2 separate regions of the Sus scrofa genome follow, and region 2 is linked to region 1. The links are chromatin contacts, called in public targeted proximity ligation maps. All regions are on one chromosome and are shown on one strand. The core of a region is the stretch at or near the end of the contact, and the rest is flanking DNA. Distances in the headings are between cores, read along the strand shown.

Region 1 (7,608 bases), core at 3,246-5,745:
AGCCTTTCTGCTCCAGGTCAAGGTAAGAAATCAAAACAACTGCCATCTTCCAAGAACATTAAAAAGGAGATAGTGCCAATAGGAGGGACAAAAGCCTGATGAAGAAGCCACCTTAAGGTGGTCGGAGGACCCATTGGCCATAAACCAGCTGCTTGGTACCTGCATGGCTCTTTGGTCTGAAAGGAGAGTGGGTGACAATGAGATTAGGTGGGATCACTGTTCCCATCTACCAGAAATAGGTTTTTTCAAGGGATTACAGCAGAAGTGATGTCTCTGCTTCTGAGGCCTCAAACAAATGAATGACTCCTTTGGAATTTGAAACTTAAGCTTTAATACTAAACCGGGATTTCCTGGACCAGATTCTAAGGAGTTTTAGCTATTTCTGAGAGCTAATGCATTTGCTTTAGCCAGTGTAGACCTTTAAAATTTCTAAGTATGAGAGAAGAATGCTAAAATGAATAACAGCCCTACAATTCAATTTTTTGCCCATAATCTACTTTCCAAATATAGGTTGTTCATTAATGATCACTCAGAATATTCCTTTAGAGGAAAGAGCTTCTAGTAATATTAAAACAAGAATTGAAAGGAGCAGGGTGTTTGGGTGGAAAAGAATGAAATAAACTATAGGTAAAGTAGGAGTGCTTTGGCCACAGCATCACAGACTTGGAGGTTAGGTTGTCTCTTGGCTGAGATGAGCGTAAGATGAGTGTGTTCTCAGGTAGGAGCGCTATCTGGGCAGGTGGAGGGGCTGGGGCCTGGTCCTCCTGCTGCAACCAGGCCTGTGCTGTCCCAGCACGTCTCCCACCCCAGCCTCAGGGTTCTAACGTCTCGTAGCTGTGTTCTGTCTCCTCTCTTTGTTCCTCCCCATTCTCCCTTCTCACAGGCTGTGCGAAGTTTAACTGTGCGTCTGAGCAGGTGACGTTCAAACCTGGTGGCAGGAGGACCCGATTTCTGAGTACGCCCTGCTTGGCTCTTTGTGTGTAACACCTTTACTCCTTCCTCGTCCTCGTGTTTCTGCCGCTTGGATCTGATGTTTCACGCAGTCCATTTTCATTTGTTCTTTGTATATCATCTACTCAGTGGCTTGGCTGAATGATGATTACCCTCAGAAGTTTGGGTCTCTGTAATTATGAAAAAACATGTAGAAATAACAATAGGTTTCTGTAAACTTCAAAGTAACTTTCTGGGCCTCTCAGTAGGCCTTTGACAGAGGGCAGATGTGGTGTCCAGGCTGCAGGGACTGTTAGGTCATTCAGCATAATGAATGCCGAACACACAGTCCTGTTTAGTGCTGCCCCTTGCTCTGGCATGAGAAATCACCGAGAACCTCTTGACCACAGGTGCAGGTAAACGTTATACCCTGTTTTTCTGTTCTTTTTCAGAGTAGATTAGAATCTTTTAATTTTTTAATCTCGATTAAGCATAACTGTCTATTAATTGAAAAGATGCCAGAGTCTCTTCATTGGATGCCTTCACCACCACTACCCTCTAAATCCATAAAATCAGTATTTCAAAAAAGGGTTCAGTGTAGTTCTTCTCATAAAGCTTATCAAATACCAAAGGTCAACACCTATAAGTGAAAATGGGCTATTTAACAAAATTGCTGGGATTTCCCAGCTTTCTTCCCCCAAACAAGGTGCAATAGCAAGTCACCCAGCCTCTCCAGCCCATCTCCCCATGTGTGAAATGAAGGTGGTCCTGCCAGACCAGATAAGATCACGTGCACGAGGCAGAGCGCACTGGGGAAACAGCATTTCTCTGAGTAGCCAGAGCCTTCCTGGCACATAGCAGGTAGTCGATAGACATATATTGAAATAAAAAGTGTTAAAACAAAAATAAAATAAGGATCAAGTAGAAAACCTTTGCTAGAGTTTAGATAAAGATCTTTTCTGTAAGGCTTCAAACTTCTGATGTGGTTATTGAAGTGCTTTTTTAAATGCATGTGCTAAGGCCATCATTGTTTCTGAGTATGGTTCAGAGGTCCTTGGGCCTCACATAGCACTAGTCCAGAGCTATTTAACAAAGAGGGAAGTGGAAGGCATTACCCAATTTGGTAGATTTGTGGGCACTCAGATCAATAGCTTTTCTGGTTAGGCCAAGCTAGACCAAGAACATTAGCTCCTTGACACTTAAGTAAGCATTTAATTTGTATTTCCAGCTAGAAAGATGAAAAAACACTAACAGGAAGAGACAAGTGTTTTTAAAGTAGAATGTGATGTGTCAGGCCTATGTTATTCTGCAGGCTGAAGTGTCTTAAGAGGGAAGAAAGAAAACCAAGGCTTTTCTTGTGAAGGAAGTAGAGTGTGATGGGTACCACTTCAGCTTAATTAATTCAGTAAATTCTCTTTACACTTTTAAAGGTAGGTGGTATTACACTTTGTTCACATGAAAGTGGTCAGAAGTGTTAAATCTTAGCACTTCCTTCTGGGTCTAAAATGAGAGGTCCTATCTCTGTCAGTACACATCACATAAGCCTTGGTGAACAAATCACAAGATTATAGCAAATGCAGAGAGAAACAGGGGCTCCCAGACATGAGCTCCTAGCTAATCTGGGATGCATTACTCTAAGCTCTCAAAATAAGAGTACAGTTTGGAAGCACGGCTTGGCTTAATGCTTTATTTATGTTCAAAAATTGCTTTTAAAGATTTTTCTGGGGGGAGGGGTTAGGATGTACATTAGGATGTGGAAATATATGAGCCAATTTAAATTAAAACTGTAACAATGGTACCATCTGTTAGCCTTCTGTGGTAGAACTGCTAATGCATTTAATTGAGTGCTTTTTAACAACCCAGCAGGAGAAACAGAAAGTGGGACAGGATCGGTGGAGAGACTGCTTGGGTATTTGAAATTCAAGCAGTGAGACCTGAGAAACTGGAGTTCCTCCCCATGCCAGAACTTTGACGCGGGGCATTATTCTTTCAGATACAAAGATTGGGTGTGGAAACTTGACTTCTGTCAGCCAGGTACCCCAGGTCACCATGTCAAGGCCAACAGCCAGTCAGGTCCATCGCACAGAACAGTGTCTGTGACAGGGCTCCCAGGTCCCTCCAGTCTGTCCCCCTCCTGCTTTCTCTTGCTGGGACTCTATGTGCTGTTTAGAGATTCTAAATATTTTACACTGATGTTTCCTTATCTTTAACACATTGCTCTCTCTTTGTGCTTCAGGGAAGATGGTGAAAAAAGTCTGTCCTTGCAACCAGCTCTGTAGTAATTATCTTTTCTTTCTGTTACTTCTGGTCCTTGATTGCAAAGCCTTTTGCCCTTGAGGTCTTTGAACCCCGAAGCCTCACAACTCCTGGATTTCCAGCTTCCATTTGGCTGGTGCTGCACCCTTCTCTGGTTTCGTCTTTAACACGCTCAGTTGCTGTCACTGGCTGTCCCTCCAGATTTTAGGTCACCACATAGTGCCCTAGATGACAGCCCCACTGTGGGGGAGGGGAGGGCACCCGTGGATGTGTGTAGAAGGATCAGGGGTGCCTAGCTCCTTAGGGAGAGAGTCCTGTAGTCAGAAGTCACCACGTGTGCCAGCCGCTGCGGGCACACTGGAAAGTCAGCAGGGATTACAGCAGCCAGAGTCATGCCCTCATATCACAGTGGGAGGCAGCTGCTGGGCAGTGAGGACAGGGACAGCATTGTAGACAGGTGGCTTCTCGTGAAAGTGTGGACAGTTCTACGGCCCAGCAGGCCACCGAGAGGTTCCTCCAGAAAACTCTGTGCTTGGGACACTGGGCAGTAAGTTGTGGCTCGTAATAGGCTCTTGTTACTGGATTTGTGGGGGTGGGGGAATGTGTTAAGGCAGGAGAAGAGTTCAGCTAGGGAATTTTGGGTGGTAAAGGATGCTACTTTTAGAGCTTTTCAGCAGAACCGAAAAAAGGCTTAAAGGTTAGCCAGCAGCCTCTCTGGAAGGCAAGCAGCGTTCTCAGAAATATCTACGTGCTGCCAGTGTCCTTAAAACATTTTACTGCTACAGTGGACCAAACAAGCACACTACGCATTTTCCTAGATTTTATTACTAAGTCAGCTTTTCCTGGGAGTTAATTTCTGGTCAGAAAGGAGTGTGTTTGTTTCCTTCTCTAATGTGGAGATCTGTTTTCAGAAGCCAGAATAAGAATGTTAGCTGTATGGTTGCCTCTCCCTCGTGGTATAAACCCCACTTTCAGAATCCAGTATCACGTAACATGGATGAAAATGAAAAATGAAATTCGGTTATAAAGGGGCCTCACAGCATCAAAGGCGACTAGCATGAGACTAGAGAGTGTGACCCCAGCATGAACGAGTTGTGTCCAGCAGTGTTCACCTCTGCCAGCTTCTGTATTTGGCTTTTGAAAGCTCTGCTCACTTGTGACTATTTGTTTCGTTTTCATTGTCTCACTGACCATCCAGCTCCTGAAGCAATACTCATTCGAGGAGGATGCTGTCCTCATGCGTGTGACACGCTTGCTTTCTGGTTTCCTCATAACCACCACTGCCTGTGCTTCCCTCCCACACTGTCTCACTCCTGCCTCCCCACTTTTCCACCTGGGTTTCCTGTCCGTAGGGAACTGACTCTTCCCTTCACACTGTATGTGCAGTAACCCCCTCCCCCCACCCCCCAGCCCCGTGGCTCTGCGAGCACTGAGGCCACGCCTGCAGTAGTCCTGTGTCTTGCCTTGGTGGTAAGAAGCATGTGACCTTCCTCACTCTGCAGCTTCACCTCGGAACTAGCTGTTCCCCAGTGCAGACGTGCTTGTGTGTGCCATTCCCCGGGTGTAGGGTGTAAACTGGACTCAGGACCAGTAATAGATTAGAGGGCTTTTAATGGCAGAGTTGCTTCAGGTGTGCTGCTGTGCTCTGGTGCTGCCTTGACCTTGAAAACAGGAACGTGTGTATTTAAATATTTAGCCCCCGCATTATTTGGATGTCTTAAGTCCTAGAGGCTCACAACTTACTATAGTAGCTTTTATTTATTCTGTAGCAAATGTGAGATGTGGTAAGAAAGTGGGGGGTGAGGGGAAAAAAACAAGACCATGACTCTTCTTTCCCTCTTCCCTAAACTTGCCTCCTCGAATAATCTTCAGTGTGCCCTCCAGCAGAGCCGAAATCAGGCAGGCCACAGACTTCTCCTTTGTTTCTCATCACACCATAGAGATAGAACTCCTTCATCACAACCCCCGAGCTTCCTCCTCCCCTGGCACCCCTACCGCAGCTGGATGTCCTGTTGCTTCCACATGAGAGTGCTTGCTCTTCTGGGAAGAGGGGGGGGAAGGTGAGCCAATTGAAACTGAGGTCACCTTCAGGAAAGCCACGTCCTCCTGGAGTTGAAAGACTCAGGCACACCACAGAGAACCTTCCTCATGAGTGCTCACGTTTTTGACTCATAGGAAATCGGGAGAGATTGAAGCCTTAACTCTCCCAAGTTTATGTTCGCAATTTCTGTTTATGCATCCAGGTGAAAAAGTTTTCTGAACAGAGCATGCCTTCTCTTATCGTCCCTTTCTGTGAAAGAACGGCTAAAGACCACATGGCATCACGCGGTTTGGGAGCCCATTTTCCCTGGCCTGTCTTTGCATTCCTTCAACTCCTCCATGAACCATGCCCTTCTTTTGCCCTACTCTGTAATATTCTAGAGCAGCCAGCCTCATTGGCCATCCCACTGGCCCTGTTCAAGGTGGCGCTGGGAGTAGAGGCCTGGTGGTGAGTTTCCAAGATGCCACGAGAGTGGGCAGAAAGAGGTTCCCACCCCTTGCCCTTTGTCCCCCTTAGATGTCCAGCCTCATCTGCAGCTCCCGAAGAGAACCTGTTTTTATCATCCTGTTTTGCCTAAGTAAGATTTGGCTAATAAATAAGATCCTGGAACCTCCTTTCTTGCATGGCTTCCCAGTTCATCCTCCCCATTCTGTGGCTTGCCATTCATCATCCTAAGAAGTGTTTCCTCTTCCTGAAGTTACAGCCCAAGCCCCTTTTAATAGTGTACTTTGTTGCTTCTTCTGACTTTAGGAACCAGCAGCACAAACACTGTTGGAGGAACAGTGAGCAGCCAGGCTGCCCAGGCTCAGCCTCCTACCATGACGTCTAGCCGGAAGGGCACTTTCACAGACGACCTGCACAAGTTGGTGGATAACTGGGCCCGAGACGCCATGAATCTCTCAGGCAGGAGAGGCAGCAAAGGACACATGAGCTATGAGGTCAGTCTTCTCCTTGTGCCATCTTGCTTGCTGATCTGTCAATGCGATGTAACACACGTCCGAATCATGCTGGTGGCAAGACAGAAATCACCCAGGTCCCCTTTTAGTTTTCCTCCCTAAATCCTTCATTCCCTATCGGTCAACTCAGTCTTCTCGTCCCTTTTCCTTCAACATCCTGAGCTGCATGCATGAGCACAAGGGCGCACACACAGACTCGATACCACCCACCTCCAAGTATTTGGACAGAAATAGACCCACAGACATAGAAAATAAATTTAGGGTTACCAGAGGGGAAGTGGGGGGATAAATGAGGAGGTTGGGGTTGACATACACTCACTACTATATATAAAAGATGATCAACAAGGAACTCCTATAGCACAGGGAACTCTATTCAGTATTTTGTAGTAACCTGTAAGGGAAAGGAATTTGAAAATAAATGCACCTGTCACTAAATCACTATACACTTGAAACTATCATGATATTGTAAATCAGCTATACTTCAGTTTTTAGAAAATCTGACTCAGAGTTCCCTGGTGGTACAGCAGGTTAAGGAGCCCATTGTCACTGCTATGGCTCAGGTTCAATCACTGGCCCAGGAACTTCTGTATGCTGTGGGTGGGGCAAAAAACAAAATCTGACTCAAAAAAAGAACAATATTAGGTAAATGTTAGGAGGGCAACAATGATTGCTGGTTTCGTCTTGGTCTTGGTCTTGCTGTGCCTTTTAAGATCGGGATACCTCGAGCCCTATAGTCCTATTTCAGTGCAACGCATCTCATAGCCACACCAAGCTTCACGTGGCCTCGTTCTCTTTACAGGGCCCTGGCATGGCGAGGAAGTTCTCCGCACCTGGTCAGCTGTGCATCTCCATGACCTCAAACCTGGGTGGCTCAGCCCCCATCTCTGCAGCATCAGCTACCTCTCTAGGTCACTTCACCAAGTCTATGTGCCCCCCACAGCAGTACGGTTTCCCAGCCCCCCCCTTTGGCACACAGTGGAGTGGGACAGGTGGCCCAGCACCACAGCCACTCAGCCAGTTCCAGCCTGTGGGAACTGCCTCCTTACAGAATTTCAACATCAGCAATTTGCAGAAATCCATCAGCAACCCCCCAGGTTCCAACCTGCGGACCACTTAGACCTAGAGACATTACGAAGTAGATTTGGGGGCAGGAGATGGAATGGTGAGGGTGGGTGGGAGGGGGGTGGGAAAGTAGCCTATATACTAACTACTAGTGCTGCATTTAACTGGTTATTTCTTGCCAGAAAGGAATGTTTTTAATACTGCTTAGAGCCCTCAGAATGGGGAATTTGCCCCTGCCCTCCCCACTTACTTACTGGAGCAGGTGAGAAGGAAAGGGCAGCTTTCTTGTGTGTGCTTTGTTGTTCATCTAGACCCCATAGTGAGCACTTGGAAAGAAAGTCACGTTTATCAGAGAGCTACTAG
Region 2 (7,608 bases), core at 2,717-5,216, 170 kb after region 1:
TGGAAATTTACCTAATTTAGAAGAAGGTAATGGGAAAGAGATCAGATAAATTAGTTCAGTATCTGAACTGTGAGGTATTTCAAAGAAATGCAATTTTAATATATCAAGTGAGGTACAGAATTATTTTTTCTTTTTAGGGCCGCACCTGCAGCATGTGGAAGTTGCCCTGCATAAGGGTCTGATCAGAGTTGCAGCTGCCCGCTTACACCACAGCCACAGCAACTCCAGATCCAAGCTGCATCTGCGACCTACAGCACAGCCCATGGCTGGATCCTTAACCCCTCTGAGCGGGGCCAGGGATCAAACCTACATCCTCATGGATACTAGTTGGGTTGTTTCTGTTGAGCCACAACGGGAACGCCCAAGAAATAATATAGGAAAAATGTGAAGTGTAGGTCACAGGACTTTATTAATAGGTGAAATTATTTAGAATTAGAAGGATTTGTTTTATTTTGTTTACACATTTTAAAGTTTTGCATTCATTTATTAAACATGTATTGTTAAATATCTGTGTGACTCCCATTGCCTGTTTACAATATAGTGAATAGATTAAGTGTGGACAAGCTGGGGCTGGGAGGTAACTGATGAGTTTATTGCTTTCATGGAAGTGAGAGATTGTTATGGTCTGAACTAGCATGTTCAGATTTTGTTCTAGATTAACATGTTCTGGGTTTTACTGTCTTTATTAATGAAGTGTTCTTAAATTTTTTATTATTATTTAAAAAAATTATAGTTGATTTACAATGTTGTGCCAGTTTCTGCTGTACAGAACCCATTCATACATACAGTCCTTTTCTTATCTTATTTTCAGTCATGGTCTATCCCAAGAGACTGGATATAGTTCTTAATGAAGTGTTTTTTCTTACAAGCATTAATTGTGGATTAACATGGCCCTTACAAGCCTTGCTTTTAGACTCTTTTGGGGCTAGTCTTGATGGCCTTTCCTCCAGGGCTAGACTCCCTCTGCTCCTAAGATGTGGCCTTTCTGGTGTCTATCCTCAGTGCCTCTGATGTTTTCTCCAACTTTGGCTATTTGGGGCTTGAATTTTTTCCAGCCCCATGTCAGTTCAGGTCGTTGCTCAGCTCATAGCTCTCTGTTAGTTGTTCTGTCCCTAGTAGTTGTTCTGTGTCTGACATTGTAGAGTCTTTCCCTGTGTGTGCACACTTTGTATTTGGCCAAAGACTCCAGGGGACCTCTGTCAGTTTAGATACTATTGCTTTCCTGGCTAGCTACCTTCTTTGTGCTATTCTGCTCTGCTCGTTTCTGCTATCTTTAGGACTCTTACCTGTTGGTCTGTCTTCTGAGCTCTGCAGGACTGCTCTTTTCTGTTTGGTCTTCCTATCCCTATATCACATATTGGATAGCAACTCTGGACTGTGACCTTGTTAGTTTCTCTTCTCTCAAGGAGCATGGTCTTGTGCTTCTTGTTTTCCAGTGTCTAAAAAGTTTCTTCATGCATTTGTCTAATTTTAAAATAGATTATGACAAGAGGGCCAGTCTTCTACCTGTTACAGTCAGGTTGTATTAACCTTATAGAGAGTGACAAGTCAATGGGAAACTCATTGAAGAATTTAAAACAGACTAGTACCATGATTTGTGCTTTATCAAGATGACCTCCATTGCTTTCTTTAAAATGGACAGAGGAAATGGAAGGAAATTTAACTAGAGGCTATTGTAGCAATCGAGGCTTAAACTAACTGGAAGTGGAGTGAATGTTAAATTCAAGAGCTATTTTGAAGATAGAACAATCAGGACCTGCTCTAGAATTGGTGGTAGGAAATGCAGATCGGGGAGGAATGAATGGAGACACTCTGGTGTTTGGTGTGAGCCACCGGCAGGGTAGTGCCATTTAAGGAGATAGGAATACCCCTCAGTCATCAGAGGAGGGTCTAGAATAGAGGGGAGAAAATCAAGAGTTTTGTTTTGGGTAAAATAAGTTTGAGTTACTTAGTAGACATCTATACAGAGATGTCAAGTAGGCAGGCAGAGGGCAGTCTAGAAGTTCACCAGCACTGTCCACACGGAAAGTATCCATCTCTATTCTCTGGGGTCATTATAGGCCATCCCAGGGTAATTTGTAATTACTGACTGACAGAGATGTTCACAAAATCTGACAGGAAAATAGCCTGAGAAGGTCTGGTAGCTTCAGGGTAATCCTTGAAGACCCTAACTGAATTCTACTGTCTCCTTCTTTTCTGATCCTGAATGCACTGATATTTGGATTGAAAAAAAATAGCTGTTTTTCTGACATTTGTTAAACATAGCCTATTTTGGAAACTCATTCAACAATCTTACCTTCTTCGTTTTTTTCTCCTCCTTCTTTTTTTTTTTTTTTTTTTTTTTTTTTAACCTGCAGCATATGGAACTTCTCGAGCTAGGGGTCAAATCAGAGCTGCAGTTACCATCCTACATCATAGCCATGGTAATGCCAGATCCGAGCTGCCATCTGCAACCTATACCATAGCTCATGGCAACACTGGATCCTTTAACCCACTGAGTGAAGCCTGGGATTGAACCCAAATCCTCATGGATACTAGTTGAGTTCTTAACCTGCTGAGCCACAATGGGAACTCCCTTACCTTCTTTTTTTTTCTGATTGTAGCCCCTCTGGAGCGAGATTTCCATCCTAGGTGGCCAGGTGGCTATTGCAGTGGGAGGAGATGGCTGTGGAAAGGGTATTGTCAACACAGATGCTTTCAGTAGCTTTCACAGTGCAGTCCATGACTGCTTTGATTTCTCCTTTTGTTTTATTTTATTTATTTATTTATTTTTGCTTTGTAGGGCCACACCCGCGGCACATGGAAGTTCTCAGGCTAGGGGTTGAATCAGAGCTGTAGCTGCTGGCCTACACCACAGCCGCATCAATGCAGGATCCGAGCCGAGTCTGCAACGTACACCACAGCTCACCGCAACACCAGATCCTTAATCCACTGAGCGAGGCCAGGGATTAAATCTGTATCCTCATGGATGCTAGTCAGATTCGTTAACTGCTGAGCCAAGAGGGGAACTCCTGATTTCTCCTTTTAAAAGGGGAATATTTCTAACCCCCTTTTGAATTGTTTGGAGTTCTGAGAATGTCTTGGAGTCATGTGGAAGAGTGATACACAAGCCTGGGAATGTGCTGGAGTGTGAGTTGTCGTAGTGGCTCAGTGTGTGAAACCAGGTGTTCAGAGACAGTCACGCTCCTGAGACCCTTAGCCCCAATGCAGTCTGTGGGTTTCCTGGTCTGCAGGAAAAGGTCCAGGAAACAGAAAGTCATCAGTGTCTCCCAAGGCTGTAGTAATGCAGCTACTGCTCCTCACCTCTCCACTCCCCCTCTGAAGAAAGAGTGAAAAGGAGGGCGCTTACTCTCTCTTGCTTCTCTTTTATTTTTTAATTTTTTTTAATGATTTTTATTTTTTCCATTATAGTTGGTTTGTCTCTTGTTTCTCTTCTGTAGGAGATGCATCGGAGATTTGAGAATGCCCCGGATTCTGCCAAAACTAAAGCTCTGCAAACTGTTATTGAGATGAAGGTAAGTGAGACCTTACTTAGTTAGGAATCTTACATGTCAGTTCACACTTTCAAGTGGCCATACTTTCACATGTGAGTTTCAGAAAGTGGTATGTAGTAATATTTCACTTATTTTGTAGACTGAGAAGAAATAGTAAGATTTAATGAAAGTGACCCATTAAAAGAACTTCAGTTTCATTTCCTTTTGTCCAGCATTTCTTGAAATCAGCTGTCCTCAAACCTTTTGATCTCAGGTCACTTTTTCTCTTAAAGTGACTCATTTTACCCATTTTTAAGAAAATGTTTGCTGATTATCAAGTTTGTCAGTTTTTCTCTGAAATGAGAATAGGGCTTTATGAAGGAAGTATGTGATTCAGCTGGCAGCCCAGGAGCACCCAGTGCTAGCCTGGGGAGCAGTGGAAGTGCCTGGATCCTTCCTGTTTCATCACATGGAACATTAAAAGGTACTTACTCAATAGTTGAGTACTGAGTAGGACTTTTTTTTTTTTTTTTTTTTTTTTTGCGTAGCTACATGTGGAAGTTCCTGGGCCGGGGGTCAAACTTGCGCCATAGCAGTGATCCTTGCCACAGCAATGACAAAGCTGGATCCCCAACCATCAGGCTACCAGGGAATTCCACCAAGGACATTCTTAGGTGAAGCAGTGTTTGCAAAATTTTCTTATTTATCTTTTTTGACTGAGAGTGCCTGACACTGAAGAATAACAGTGACTGCTAGTACCCTCTGGTGCTGTTGTGGTTGTCCTGAGTCATTCGAGTTTTTGCCCATCTTCAGTGCAAATATTAACATGGTGGAAAAGGCATGTAAAGTCATAGTATTATTAGGAAAATAGTTTTGACTTCACAAAAGGACGAGGAGGCACCCCCTGGGTTCCACAGACCATACTTTGAAGACCTCAGCTTTAAGTTAATGAATAATGCAAGAAACTGTGAATCACAGCAGAAAGTTAACTCAGAAAAAGACTGAAAGGAAATTCTACAATTAAAAAAGAAAAAGTTAATGAATAGTTGGAAATCTTTAGGCTGTACATTTATACTACTTGGTGATTAAGATCTTGCCTTCTGAGTTAAATTCCCTAGATTCAGAATCTGGCTTTACTTAATTAGTGCATAACATAGAAGAAGTGCCTAACCTCTTCATGCCTCAATTTCTTTGTTGATAAATAGTGATAATAACAGTACCTGTTCCATGGGTTGTTTTGTGGTTAAATTAGTTAAAGCAAGTAAAACACTTTAAACAGGACCTGGCACATAGTAAACATTTAATCAATGTTACCTGTTATTGCTATTATTATTTTTATTACCAATGTATTCTTTCTTACAAAAGGCGGAAGACTGTTACAGATAGGAGCTCCTCTACCCCCAACCCCCATTTCTCTCTCTCCCTCGTGCACTCTCTCTCTCTTTTTTTCTTAAGGGATGCACCTGTGGCATGTGGAAGTTCCCAGGCTAGGGGTCCAATTGGAGCTGTAGTTGCTGGCCTACACCACAGCCACAGCAACACTAGATTCAAGCCAAGTCTGTGACCTACACCACAGCTCATGGTAACACCAGATCCTTTAACCCACTGAGCGAGGCCAGCCAGGTATTGAACCCTCATCCTCATGGATGCTAGTTAGGTTCGTTTCCATTGAGCCCTGATGGGAAGTTCCTCTGTCTCTTTTTGAAACTTCATATCCCCTAAAAAGTTTGACAGAGTGTTTTGTATTGTGGTCTTTCATTTAATATTTGTTGATGTGACAAGAATATTTAGTTTTTGGTATATAAATAGCTTTATGTAAATAAATATTTCTCAAGTACAGTTCTGAGAACCTATTTCTTAGATGATTTCCTCTTAAAATTTAGTTTATATTGTATACATCTTTATTCTTACTGGGGGAAGAGTTTACCAAACAAATTCCAAATTAGCGGATTCTGAGTTCTTTGTAGTTAGACAGTTATTAGTCTTGAACATAATCTTGTAAAAAGTCTTTAGAAAGGTTTAATTGCATGTTCACATTTCCAACATGTTTATTTGTACATGTGATTTCCTGATCCCTGTTGGAACCTAAAAATAAAACACATGAGTCTCTCTATTTACGGAATTATTTTACCTGCCTTTTGACAGCATGGGGAAGTGTACCAGTTTTAACTGGCAGTAACTCTATTTTAGGTTGTATTAATTTTCGGCCATCCTACTAAGAAGGAAGAGATTCCAAAATCCTAGTGGCCCAGTGGGGTCAGGTTGTTGTTATGTTGAAATCACAGCTGAAATAGTTAAGATGCTGAGAGTGGCATGAGCTTGAGAGAATTGTGAAGCTCTGGAGAGAAGGAAAAGGAAGCTGATTGGTAGACTGTGAAAGAGCCTGCAGGTCTTCAAGGTGACATAATATCTTTTCTCTTTCCTCCTCTCCATCCTCCTCCCTTCTCCCACCCCTGTACTTGTTTCAGTCTTTTCCCTCTGCTCCCTTCTCTATTCTTCTTTAATTTTTTTCTTTTTCCTTTAGCTGTGGAGGAGCAGGAAAGAATTACCAGACTGCTGTAGGGTTAGAGTTTTGCTGAGTAGATATAGCAGAATTACTGGGATGCACATGAATTGAAGGAGTGGTTTGGATGATCAGTCCAGGAATGTAGCCTGGATTGGAAGGAAGAGAATTCAGAGTGGACTGACAGGTTGGATGAAAAAGTGAAAGGAAAGTGGGGATCTCTATGAGATGGAAGAAAGGCAGTTAATGAGAGTGACGATGTGACAGGCCTGGGAGGAGAGTCCTGGGTGATGTGGTATTGAAAACTGGATACTAAAATGGACTGGAGGATGAGTTCATTAGAATTAAGGATGTCAAGGATTTCAGACATTAAAATCCTAGGATGATGGCAAGAGTGGCATTTGAAGGAAAGGTTGATTGTGAGCCAGGTGCTGAAGACTTCACATGGGCAGGGCTGATTGGGAAGTCCCTTGGTGCAGCAGTGAGGACGGGGAGAGAAGAAGAGAAGGAGCTTTAAAGGGAAGGGCATTGAGAAGCCTCGAGGATGCCCACACTTTCCCTGCTGATTTTTGGTGCTGGAGGATTAGTGAACCTCACTGGAGAGAGTTTGGGGAGATTATATCCATTGGGGATGCCAGGGTTTACTTGGGGTAGGGGACAACTTTTGAAAAGAAATTGAAGATTTGGGAAATTGAAGATTTTGGGAAATTGAAGATTTGGAGCAGAGGATTTCAATGGGCTCTGGGGGGGTTAATGATGGGAGACCCAGGGCTGGGAAAGTACAGAGTAGTAAGATGATAAAGAATTTACTGACTTCATTTATATATATTATGCATTCTAGGAGTAAGAAACCTCCTTGGAAAGACTCTCCTCAAACCCAGCCCGAGTGCTGGTTGAGTTGGTGGTAGAACTAGTCAGGCATATCAGGCATTCATTTTCTGGTCTCATCCTAGAGAGCAGCCTGCAGGTTCTTTTCAGGGTAGTCAGTGCCTGCCTCCTGGCTTTCAGAGCTGCAGTTATGATCTCAGTGCATGATTTCATGGTGCTCGATTGGTAGTGAAGTTGCTGATTTGGTCAAGAGCAGCCTCTCTATCTGGGTTGGGATTAGGGGAGAAAATGGATGTTTCTTTTCTTTTTTTTTTTAAGGTCCACGCCTTCGGCACATGGAGGTTCCAAGGCTAGGGGTTGAATTGGAGCCACAAGCACTGGCCTACGCCACAGCCACAGCAACACAGGATCCGAGCCACGTCTGTGACCTACACCACAGCTCACGGCAATGCCAGATCCTTAACTCACTGAGGCCAGGGACTGAATAAGAGTCCTCATGGATACTAGTTGGGTTCCTTACCTGAGACTCAGCAGGAAATCCGGATAATGTTTCTTGGAAAGGGCCTTGTAGGGGCTTCGTGGAGGTGGAGGCTGTGCCATGTGTAAAGCCAGGGTTCTCAGCTGGAGGCTGCTTTGTCTTATGTGGACACCAGTGATGCTAGAAATATGTCCTCTCTCTCTGCTGTCCTCTTTCCTTACCACCCAGGCTGATGTCAGAGGTGAACCACATTTCACTTTCCTTCATTTGCTGGCTAGTCACATGCCAGTACCTATCACTTCAGTCATTCTTGAGGCACAACATCC

What was found.
Region 2: a contact with region 1 is called in a targeted proximity ligation map of alveolar macrophages. A contact is called at or near these places in 2 of 2 datasets of targeted methods (alveolar macrophages and skeletal muscle).

What each region holds. Positions count from the first base shown.
Region 1 is chr5:68,132,631-68,140,238 of Sscrofa11.1, forward strand. WNK1 (serine/threonine-protein kinase WNK1) reads left to right here. Exons shown (of 29, transcript XM_013997884.2): 27 at 1-22; 28 at 5,978-6,165; 29 at 6,983-7,608. The coding sequence ends at 7,300. Among named protein-coding and RNA genes, the nearest start is that of RAD52, 31 kb to the right of the region's middle.
Region 2 is chr5:68,306,990-68,314,597 of Sscrofa11.1, forward strand. ERC1 (ELKS/Rab6-interacting/CAST family member 1) reads left to right here. Exons shown (of 20, transcript XR_002344310.1): 4 at 3,441-3,515. Among named protein-coding and RNA genes, the nearest start is that of ERC1, 87 kb to the left of the region's middle.